Regions from separate parts of the Xenopus tropicalis genome. Here region 1 is linked to region 2. Evidence: chromatin contacts called from public Hi-C data. All regions are on one chromosome and are shown on one strand. The core of a region is the stretch at or near the end of the contact, and the rest is flanking DNA. Distances in the headings are between cores, read along the strand shown. Region 1 overlaps rasa3 (ras GTPase-activating protein 3). Region 2 holds the start of cfap97d1 (CFAP97 domain containing 1).

Evidence for each region. A called contact is a pair of places that touch in the nucleus more often than the background predicts.
Region 1: a Hi-C map of liver shows a contact between it and region 2, with 2.4 times the contacts expected there. The contact joins the enhancer-like site here to the promoter of cfap97d1 in region 2.

The regions. Positions count from the first base shown.
Region 1 is chr2:112,088,199-112,093,365 of UCB_Xtro_10.0, reverse strand. rasa3 (ras GTPase-activating protein 3) reads right to left here. Exons shown (of 24, transcript XM_004911800.4): 12 at 5,048-5,162; 13 at 896-970. Among named protein-coding and RNA genes, the nearest start is that of gas6, 76 kb to the left of the region's middle. Within about 2 kb of position 1,760, at least 3 of the 11 cell types and tissues checked have an H3K27ac peak or open chromatin away from gene starts, as enhancers often do. A contact at or near this core is called in liver, where this site is marked.
Region 2 is chr2:111,987,747-111,992,926 of UCB_Xtro_10.0, reverse strand. cfap97d1 (CFAP97 domain containing 1) reads left to right here and starts at 3,479. Exons shown (of 5, transcript NM_203999.1): 1 at 3,479-3,606.

The DNA.
Region 1 (5,167 bases), core at 511-3,010, 100 kb before region 2:
CAGACACAGATAATCTTAAACAGAAACTGTAAGGACACACAAGGAGGTGGTCTCATCAAGAGCATTTAAGATAATGTGCTGTTATGCATACTAAAATAATCATTTCATACAATTGCACCCCCCCTTCCTAAAGGCAGGTGTTTATGCTGCCTAACCCTAGTTCTGGCCATGGTTAGCACCACCAGACGGCTCTGCCCTTAGGTGGCATTATGGCTTGGTAATTTTATGATCACATGAACTAAAACTCCTGGGGCCAATAACTGTGTCAGCAATAGCTAAAATTGGAAAGCATTTCTATACATTTACTGAATCTGTCCAACATTTGCAAACAAATTCTCCCTCCTATTAGCTACAGTCCTATTTTTATAAGGCTGAGGAAAGGAGAGCTTTCAAGCAAATCTAAAGTGCCCTTGTGAACCCAGCCAAGGAAAGGTTTTCACTCTTTATGTGAGTGTGTTGAGAGCCATCCATGACCCTGTATCCTTACTTAGGATAAGGGGGTGATGCCAAGTTGGCACCAGGTTTAGCAGTCCACACCAAACAAAGAGAAGGTGGAATTTACTGGTCATCTACTTAAAAGCATATGCTGGAATGGCTGCTATGGGTTACCAGATGTGCTGCAAACTTTAACTTATCTTTTAATAGCTGTGCAAAGCTGGCCCTACTGCACTACTTACTGGAAAAAAAGCAAAAAAAAGCGGGTGGTTAATATAAATTGTATTAGTTTCTGAACACGATTTTTAGCCTCAAATAGTAACAAGCCCAAAGGTATTATTTTTCCTTTCTCCAATAAGGTGAAAGGTACCATGGGCAAAACATTCATTATGGTATGACTCTCCATTAAAATGGCCTTGCAATAAAGAAATTCATACTGTGTAAGATCGGTTCAGTTTACCTTATTGTTTTCAAAATTTTCACCGTCTTTTAACTTTACCGGATCTATCTCACAGGGTTTATGAGCCTCGCAGATCTGTGTGTCAAACAAAATAGAATGAATTAATGTATCTGATATAAATTGCCATTAGTGTGCTGTAATCATTTAGGTACACCATCATACTGCACTGTACCGGCACAACTAGCTTAGCATGGCTGCTGCACCCAAATCCATGTCTGTTGTACTCCAAAAGTTGTGGCCCATTTTAAAAATCACATTGCAGCAAGATGTCAGTAAACAATGTTTTACACAATGCAAAGAACTGCTTTAAATAGTGAATGAATTAAAATACAGGTATGGGACCTGTTATCCAGAATGCTTGGGACTTGGGTTTTTCTGGATAAGGGATCCTTCTGTAATTTGGATCTTCATACTTCATACTCAAATATAATTTAATTGTTAAATAAACCCAATAGGATTGTTTTGCCTCCAGTAAGGAGTAATTATATCTTAGCTGGGATCAAGGACAATGAACTGTTTTATTATCACAGTGAAAAAGGAAATCAATTTTTAAAAGTTCAGCTATTTGATTAAAATGGAGTCTATCCATTCCTGTAATTCAGGGCTTTCTGGATCATGCATCCTATACCTGTACATGATTTATTAACACTATCAGGCTGAGTTCTGAATGCAAAAGACAAGGCATGACTGGCAGGATTTAACCCAGCTCAAGTAGAGAATCCTATAAAGTTCTGTGCACCAAGTACAGTATAAAGCACACATTTCACAAGTGGGGAAAATGAGGTTTCCTGTGAGTGACTGGGAGAGGAAGCTTGTGGTCTGACTTGTTGATATTTTAGTGCCCCGGAAGAAACTTTCGCAAACTGCCCAATACAAGCTCAAAATTTGTACTGTGAATGGAAGCACCAGGCAGGGTGTAACCATTATCGTTATGACTGTGCAACAATTTCAGAACATACTGTCAAAACAAAAAAATAGAGCCAGTGACAGGTTTGCTTAAAGGAACAGAAACACGCATATTCCTCATGCATGCATGCAAGGCACTGGGCGTATTCACAATCTATTCAGAGATGCCACTGAAAAGCATGCAAAAATATTAAACAATTAGCTGATCAGCACTTCACAGCTGCTTCATTCCATAACATTTGGTAATACAAGTTTGAGCTGTTTCTATTAGGTTATAAGCCCACACTTCACAAATGAAAACAATTAGTCTGCACTCTGTATTTTGGCATTGTGCCCCAGATGGGACGGCTACTTTATGTTCGTGGGAATATATAACATTGAATGGCACTACAAATGTTAATAAGCAGTGCTGGTCAAATGAGCTATTTGGCTATATAGTTGGTACCAGGAGCCGCAGTCCAAAATCAGTCTGGTTGTGAAGATGTTAATGCAGCCACCCTTCTTTAACCTGCTCTCTGATATATGGCTATAATTAGTTACATGCACAGTTGGTCAGTTCGGCTTACAAATGCTTGAATGACTGCTTCGGGCTTTTCCATGAATAATGAATGTTCTCATGGAATTCCTTGCTTTCCATGCAGACCAGATGTAATGGTTTTGGCAATCTTGTAAAATTTTAATTTATCCCCCATGTTTTTTTCCTCGGGCTTGCTCACTCTTGCTCAAGAGAACACAGGGAGTACTTTTTACTGAGGTGCAAAAACAAAGCATGTGTGGAAAGAGATTTACATGTATGCACACAATCTGTTCCTCAACCACAATCCTTTGTCACAGACCCATGCCCCACTATATATTCTGTTATATTCACTTGTTTTGGATATGAATGTTTAACAGCAGTTTCTGAGTTTGTTTTCTTACAATCAGATTTGTTGGAGAGCTCCTCTCTCTGATTAAACCTAAAAGAAAAGGAGAGACTGTAATGTTGGGGACCTTCCAGTTGGTATGGAACCCAACAGGGCTGAACTGGGACTCAAAATAGGCCCTGGCATTTCAAGTACATAAACAGTCCCCACGGGCCCACTAAATAGTGACTGACTATGGCATCTTATAGCAGCTCCTCTGACATTTGCCAGAATCCACAGTTACTAGTCTAGGTCTGGCACCCATCGGGACCCCAGCCGCCAACTAGTATTTCCTTGCAGTTACTCTGGTTTGGTAAAAATTCCACCTACCAGGGAAGCATCTATTACTTGCTGCTCTTGACGCCACACATTGGCAGCATATGTGCATTTCCCCTTTTGCCAAACAGGCAAGAGTAGAGTTGCCCTCTTCTGTTGGATCAAGGCAATGCCATATTCCCTGTCAAAGCACTTTGCAACACACAACACAGAGGCAGACACAAAAGGTATGCAGGGCTGCATCTCATATTAAAACACTTTTGTAGCACTGTTCTTGAGTCATAAACTTAAACCTGTTTTTCAGCATTATCTGTAGGTATGATAGTTATTCTGGTTAAGAAAAACAATAAAACTTTGGCTGGGTTTATCATTTTTAAGGGAAATAAAGGGTACGCTATTAGGGTAAGCATCCACTTTGGCTTTCCCTACAGAACAAAAGTAAAGCAATCTGCTCATCTTCTTCAATATGTATCAGTTAAATATTTTATGTGCACAATAGGTAATTTTCCAGAAAAGGACAGATGTTTGGGCAAATCTGCGCCAGGAATATCCCAACACTGTGGTAAGTTCATTAAGCATGTGTCAAGCTGCACATCTCAGTGTATGTCATAAAACCCTGGGGGCTCATGGAATAAGCCTTGGCAGAGTATCCTATGAACAATGAACAGTTTGTACTGCCTGGTTAATAAGTAAACGCCAGTGTGTTATATGTACAGCACAAGCTTTGCACCAAATACATTCCACACTGAAAAACAGCCTTGTACTTATTGCTCACACACATGAAACGCTTACAGCGAAGACATAGTTGCAATAGTTGTTGCTGCAATTTTCGGAGAGAAAGACCTTCTTTCGTCTTTTTAATGTGGCTGACTAGACAACTAGCCAGAGTTAACAAGCAAACACTAATGTGAGCAGACATAAATGTATTGATGCCATTAAGACACATACACATATGCACGGCCACAACATGTTAACCAGGGATAGCATTCTTGTCAAATTTTGCACATGAATTGACAAATTGATTAGTGCTACCACTGTAGAAACAAATAGTAAATAAAATATATCCACCCAGTGAGAGTATCCAATAGGTAAAGTAAACGCATGTCTAAGACCCTCACCCAAGGGTTAAATATCCCCACTGTCTGCCATTCATAGCAGCCGGCTGTTGTGTGAAGGGTCAAGGCAGGTGTTTTTAAAATAGAAAGTTGTACTATAAGTCTATCGCCTAACTGTGCATTTACAACTCTTAAAGAAAGCAAAATGAGGAATTGCTTGCCAGATGCCCTGTGCATGCACTGATTGGTGTGAATTGTATAGAAAAGCACTTTATAAATACACAGTATATTTGTTTATATGTGTCTTTATTAGGATGACATTCTGCAGTCAATGATATTCTGTGTAGTTTTGAAACCCTGAACCCCTAAAAGAACACAGACAGTAGGTCCTATGGAGTTTATTAAGGCCCCTGGTAATGGGATGGATGCAGGTAACATGCAAACTCCTGTGTGATCCCAGAAATCAACACCTTTTCATAGAACACCATTATCCAATAAAAAGTCAACATATTTTAAAGGGCTGTACAATAAATGGCTGTATATATGGAAAACAAGAATTTCCATACACAGCAGCCAATAACCGATACAAGGGGTAAAGAGTGCCCTGCCCAAAAGCACTTACAATCTAAAAGAGTTAAATAGAAATGATGTTCCTTTTTTGTTACTGCATCAGAATTTGGGAAGCCCTTTTATAATAATGCCCATACCAAAACTGATATTTTTAATGACAATATTGTGTTGTATTAAGCAGCCAGTGGATTTAGACCCAAAAATTGCTGGCTTGGTACAATATTTTAGTCCATCCATGACCTCAGACACAGAGATATAAGTAGAAAAATTCTTGTTTAAATTAAATGTAGGGTAAAAGGACTAAAGGTAAGGGCTTAAACAGATAATACATAGAACGTATTATAACTCCCAATTCGGGAACAGCTTGAAAATGGTAAATGAGAAACAATTTACCCGTAAGAAACATGCAGTATCTCCTAAAAACGTTTATTTCATATACTTACCTCGTCTATAATCGGTTTTAGTGTAACTTGAAGATAATGCATCCCTGCCAATTTCATTGTCTCATCGATGCACTTTGAGGTTAATGAGTTTCCTCGGAATATTGTGTTCGGATCTCTGGG
Region 2 (5,180 bases), core at 2,230-4,729:
TGTTCAAAGAAAAGAAATATATCATAATTCTGCTTCATTGGCCGTTCCGAACAATTGTAAAACAGCTCATCATTGCCACCTGATGGCCAGTTATTTAATGGCTGTTTGGAAAACAGTAAAGCAGTAATTCACCTTAACAAAGTGGGCAATTTAGTATACTGTGTATGAAAGAACAATGTAAAAAGTTGTGTAAAATAAATGGCAAAATTATTAAAGGGATTCTGTCATGATTTTATTCTGTAATTTTTATTTCTAAATTACGCTGTTTACATAGCAAATAATTAACTTTACCATATTATTATAATATTTTGTTCTTAAACCAACAAATGTATTTTTTTTAGCTGTAATATTGGTGTGTAAGCAGCCATCTCAGTGCATTGTGCCTGATTCTGAGCTTTCAGAAGGAACCAGCGCTACACATTAGAACTGCTCCTACTCATACAATGGAGGAGTCCCAAGCCAGACTTGTTTTTTTTTTACTATTCTGATTTCTACCACAGGTGTCAGGGAGTTGCTATTTAGCTATCTTTCCATTGTTCTGCTGATAGACTGCTGGGGGGGGGGGGAAGAAGGGAGGGGAGGTGATATTACTCCACCATCAATGCCATGCCTGTCAGTGCACACTGATGGCTGGAAGGGACTAATCATGGTGGAAGGGAGTGGTTTGGTGGAGCAAAAACTTAGGGGGAGATATATCAATGGTTGGGTTTAATTTTTTTCATAAGTCAAGTTTTTGCACTAAAAAAAGTCGAGTTAATTGATAAACGTTTGGCATAACTGTCTGTTGTCATTAAAAACTTACCTTTTAAAAAAAAAACTTGAAGTTTACCTTGAAGTTTACCACATTAATAAATAAGCAATCATTCGATGTGAAAGTTTATTTGGTTTAGATAAATAAACTTGAATTCAGAAACTTCAGAAGTTTTTAAATAAGCCCTTTAGGGTGATGGCACATGGTAAGATTTGTCACCTGTGGTTAAATCTGTGCTACCGTGGTTGACAAATCTCCCCAAATCTCCCCATCCTCTTCACTATCATGAGAATTGACATAAATGGTAACATGGTAACAATTGGCATAAATGGTAAAATGGTAAAATTACACTACCCATGGCGATTTGGCTTTGAAAAATGCCTTCCTTCACTGAGAGATCTGTTTACAGTTTCCAGAATACACTAGGCAAAATCATTTTGGAAAACCAGACTAAATAAATTTCTTCAATCCCACAAATATTTCCCTAGAAATCCCATAATAGTATTAGCACACAGTTCACGTGGCACTATTTAGTAGCACCTGTTAACTCAAAACACTAGTGGAAATACTGCTATTAGTGTGACACACTTGTTGCATTCAAAAGTGAGACTTTGTTATAATTTTCTCTGGACAGTAAAACCATTATGCACTAATTGTACCAGGATTTTGCAACAGTCAATATTTGTTGACCATTGAAAGGCAAGCATAACAATTCTGTATAATAGACCAGGGTTTAAAACCAGGAGATCAGAAAATAGAGCACAGGGGCTTAAGCTGGCCATAAATTGAAAGTGAGAGCATTCTGTGAGAGCATCTTTCCTTCATATGGTTACCTTAAGGTGGGTGATATCTTGCTGATCAGATCATTGGTGGCATCACAATGATGAGAATGAAGGCCATCTGGGAGTTCCATTTATCCAATATGTCTCCTTTAGGGCTCTGGCACACGGGGGAGATTAGTCGCCCGCGATAAAACTCCCTGTTCGCGGGCGACTAATCTCCCCGAGTTGCCTACCCCTGCCATCCCACCGGCGAACATGTAAGTCGCTGGCGGGATGGCAGACGCGGCGGGGCAATTTGCGCGAAATCGCGCCACCGCGTCTGCCATCCCGCCGGCGACTTACATGTTCGCCGGTGGGATGGCAGGGGTAGGCAAGTCGGGGAGATTAGTCGCCCGCGAACAGGGAGTTTTATCGCGGGCGACTAATCTCCCCCGTGTGCCAGAGCCCTTAACAGTTGACAATCTTTATTTCTTACACACAGAGATTAGCTTCCCAGTCTCCTACCTCTATTTCCCAAGGCCACAACATTCTAACATCTTTCAAAAGCATATAACTTTATAAAACATAATACAGCTTATGCAAATACATAACACCTTAAGTGGAAACAGACTCAGGACTTCAAGACTCTAGCAACGGCAACAAGTAACAAATGATAAGGACACAAAGTACCACATGATCCCTTAGGCTAAGAACTTGATTGGGTGCTTTAACCGCCGGGATACCAGGAAAAAACCCGGTAGGCCCCGGCGCTAGTGGACCCCAGCGGCCCAGACCTGACCCTTGCAGGTGCTCCCCTGGCTGACCGTTCCTCCCCTGACATTTTAAACTTATACACGCTCAGGGGAGGATGTCGGGTAAGGGACCCTGCGGGGGGTTAGGGAGGCTCTGCGGGGGGGGTTAAGGGGTGCGGAGGACACGACCGGTGGGGGCACCTGCAGGGCCCCTGGGGTGGGAGCCCTGGTGGGCCCTGCACCCCCCAGTCTGACCCTGCCAGTCTTCATAAAACAATCCTTTACCTTCAGTAAGGTCTGTTCACTTATAAGAAGGTAACTGGATCACATAAAGGCTAAAGGAGACATAACAATGTATTTTGCAGGCCCCCTGCTAAATTCATTGCTGTTATTGGTTACATTTGCATATGTTTTTTAGTTGTGTCCTTAGATTTTGCAGTTATCTGGTAAAACCTGCAAATATATTTTTCATTAAAAAAAAAGTATAAACAACAGGGCTCATTATTCTTCTCATTTTATATAGCAAAGAAATATTCTGCATGGCTTTACGAATATTATGCACCACACACATCAGCCCCTTCCCCAGTAAAGTTTACAATCCAATGTGTCTATTGCATTCAGATACAAAATCTAGCCCAGCATCTCAAGCTCAGTGAGGATTAAAGCTGCCAGACTGCTTCCTTGCCTCTGCTCTGCCCCACAGGATCTATTCCCCTTTTACTGCCACCAGGAGTTGGTGAGGTTTTACAGTTACACACCCCCGGGGTGCTACAATCTGGTGTTGCAACACATAACTCTGCTACCACTACCTTCATACAAGGAGTTAACCTTTTTTTTTAACTCAAATGGGAGAATATAATAATTAATCAAAGGTTTGCATGATTGATCACTGTTCTCTACCAGTATTATGTTCAAAGATTGAATATTTGCTCCTTTTTTAAATTATATCAATAAATGATGATTAGTATTATGTTTCCTTTTGTATGCATCACATATGAACTTCCTTTTTATTAAATACATTATCAGGAATCAGTGACAAGGATACACCACAGATCGAATTACAGTTATTGTTTGCTATTCTGTGCGCATGGTGTTTGACTAGCTACCACCAGCTATTCATTTTTCTCCAATACAAATGCCATGACAACCACCACATGACTTGCTTTAAACACATCACAGTCTCCAAGGCTTCCCTGCTCCTCACACTTACAGGCTGCTCACTGGCGGGGAAGTGTTTCACTTTGACAGAATGCATCGATCCTACCAGCCAATCTTACCATGTGGTAATAAATACTTACAGCAAAAATGGGATAAAACTTACTATGATGAGCATAAAAAAAAGGTATGTCTAGTGTAATGATATAAATAACAGCATTTAAAAGTATTAAAGTTGATGGAACACATTTCTCATACAAACCCTTGTTATATCTTGGTGTTTCCAGCGGAGCTATGGGTGAGTCCCCAATTAGGTGTAAAATGTCTACTGGTGCCATATACTGTATATAGTTATAATGAGGCCAAATTATGTGATGTTTTTCCAGCAAATTTTTGTTAATTAAGGGCTCCAAAAACTAAGAAAGAATAGTTTTTTATTATCTACCTTTACATCGAACATAAGGATTTCCAGCAATTCAATATATTTCCCCTAACAACCTGGAAAGTACTGTATGTACTGTAAAGGTGGCCAGCTGCGATTCGGGTCCTTAAGACCGACTCGGCAGCTTATCTGCCCATGTATGGGGATCTCAACAGGCCTCCCCAATCAATACCTGGCCAAAAATTATGTGATTACTTTAAAGCTGTAAATTAGTAATGAATAGGAAATTTAAAGTAAAGCAGTTCCAACTTATCTTCTCTCAAGAGGTGTGAAAGTACACAATTTTAACATAAATATATTAGTAAATCTTCCACAATATCCCCCAGCTTCCATTTTGATCTTTCAAGTCATGCATGTTTTATTCTAGTTTAATGACAGTTTATTTGTTCAGTCATGCTAGTTGCCCCTAACACAGAACACAGGGCAGTCCAACAGGAGTCCTGCAGGTCAGATGTGGCACTTCAATATATAATTATAGTCCCTAACCTCCCTGTAGGCTATAGAGATTTTTTGTGTGGCATCTTCTCATACATTAGATGGCATATTGGGAAGTAAAAGGCTGCTAAGAGCATTGCCCTACTGTTTGTGCCTTGGTTTGAACATCTGAATTAATGTTTAATATGAAATACCCTAAAAATCTATTATCATTCTCAGAATGTGTTGTGACATTTCATTCAGCTTTTTCAGAGCACTTTTTTTTCTATTTCTTGTAACCAAAGAGACGGAGCTGACAAGCCTTGGGGTGCCTCTTTTATCCCAAACATACAAATAATAGCAAACTTGGCACTGCTGTCAGCTTGAATGCATATGAGGCACACTTGTGTCAGATTCCAAGATTATTATTGCTTTCAGTTTATGCAGATGTTGCTGGGAAGCAGAGCCTTCACTTGATTTTATACTTTACAAAGAAAGCACCTCGAGAAACTTAAATTAATTGTTAGAATTTAGCATTGTTTTTCATAATGTTCTATGGCCGTGTAGAGATTTCATTTTTCTATGTCAGAGGTGGTAATGTAATAAAAGATTGAAAGTCTGCTATGTCCAAGGTCTACTAACCCACAGTAACCAATAAGCAGGCTACATTTTACTGTTTGAAAGCGAATAGCTGGTTGCTAAGGGCTACTATACCTGGACAAAATGTAACCCTTTTATTCCATTTATAGGTGTGAGAGCAGGCACTCAATGACCAGTCCTCCAGACACGCGTATAAAATCAAGGTAAAATTTTGTTTAGGTACAACAAAAGGTATTCTTACACATTTAGCCTATAGGCCTATGACTAAGTTTTAAATGTTAGAAAAACATGAAATGCATAAGTCT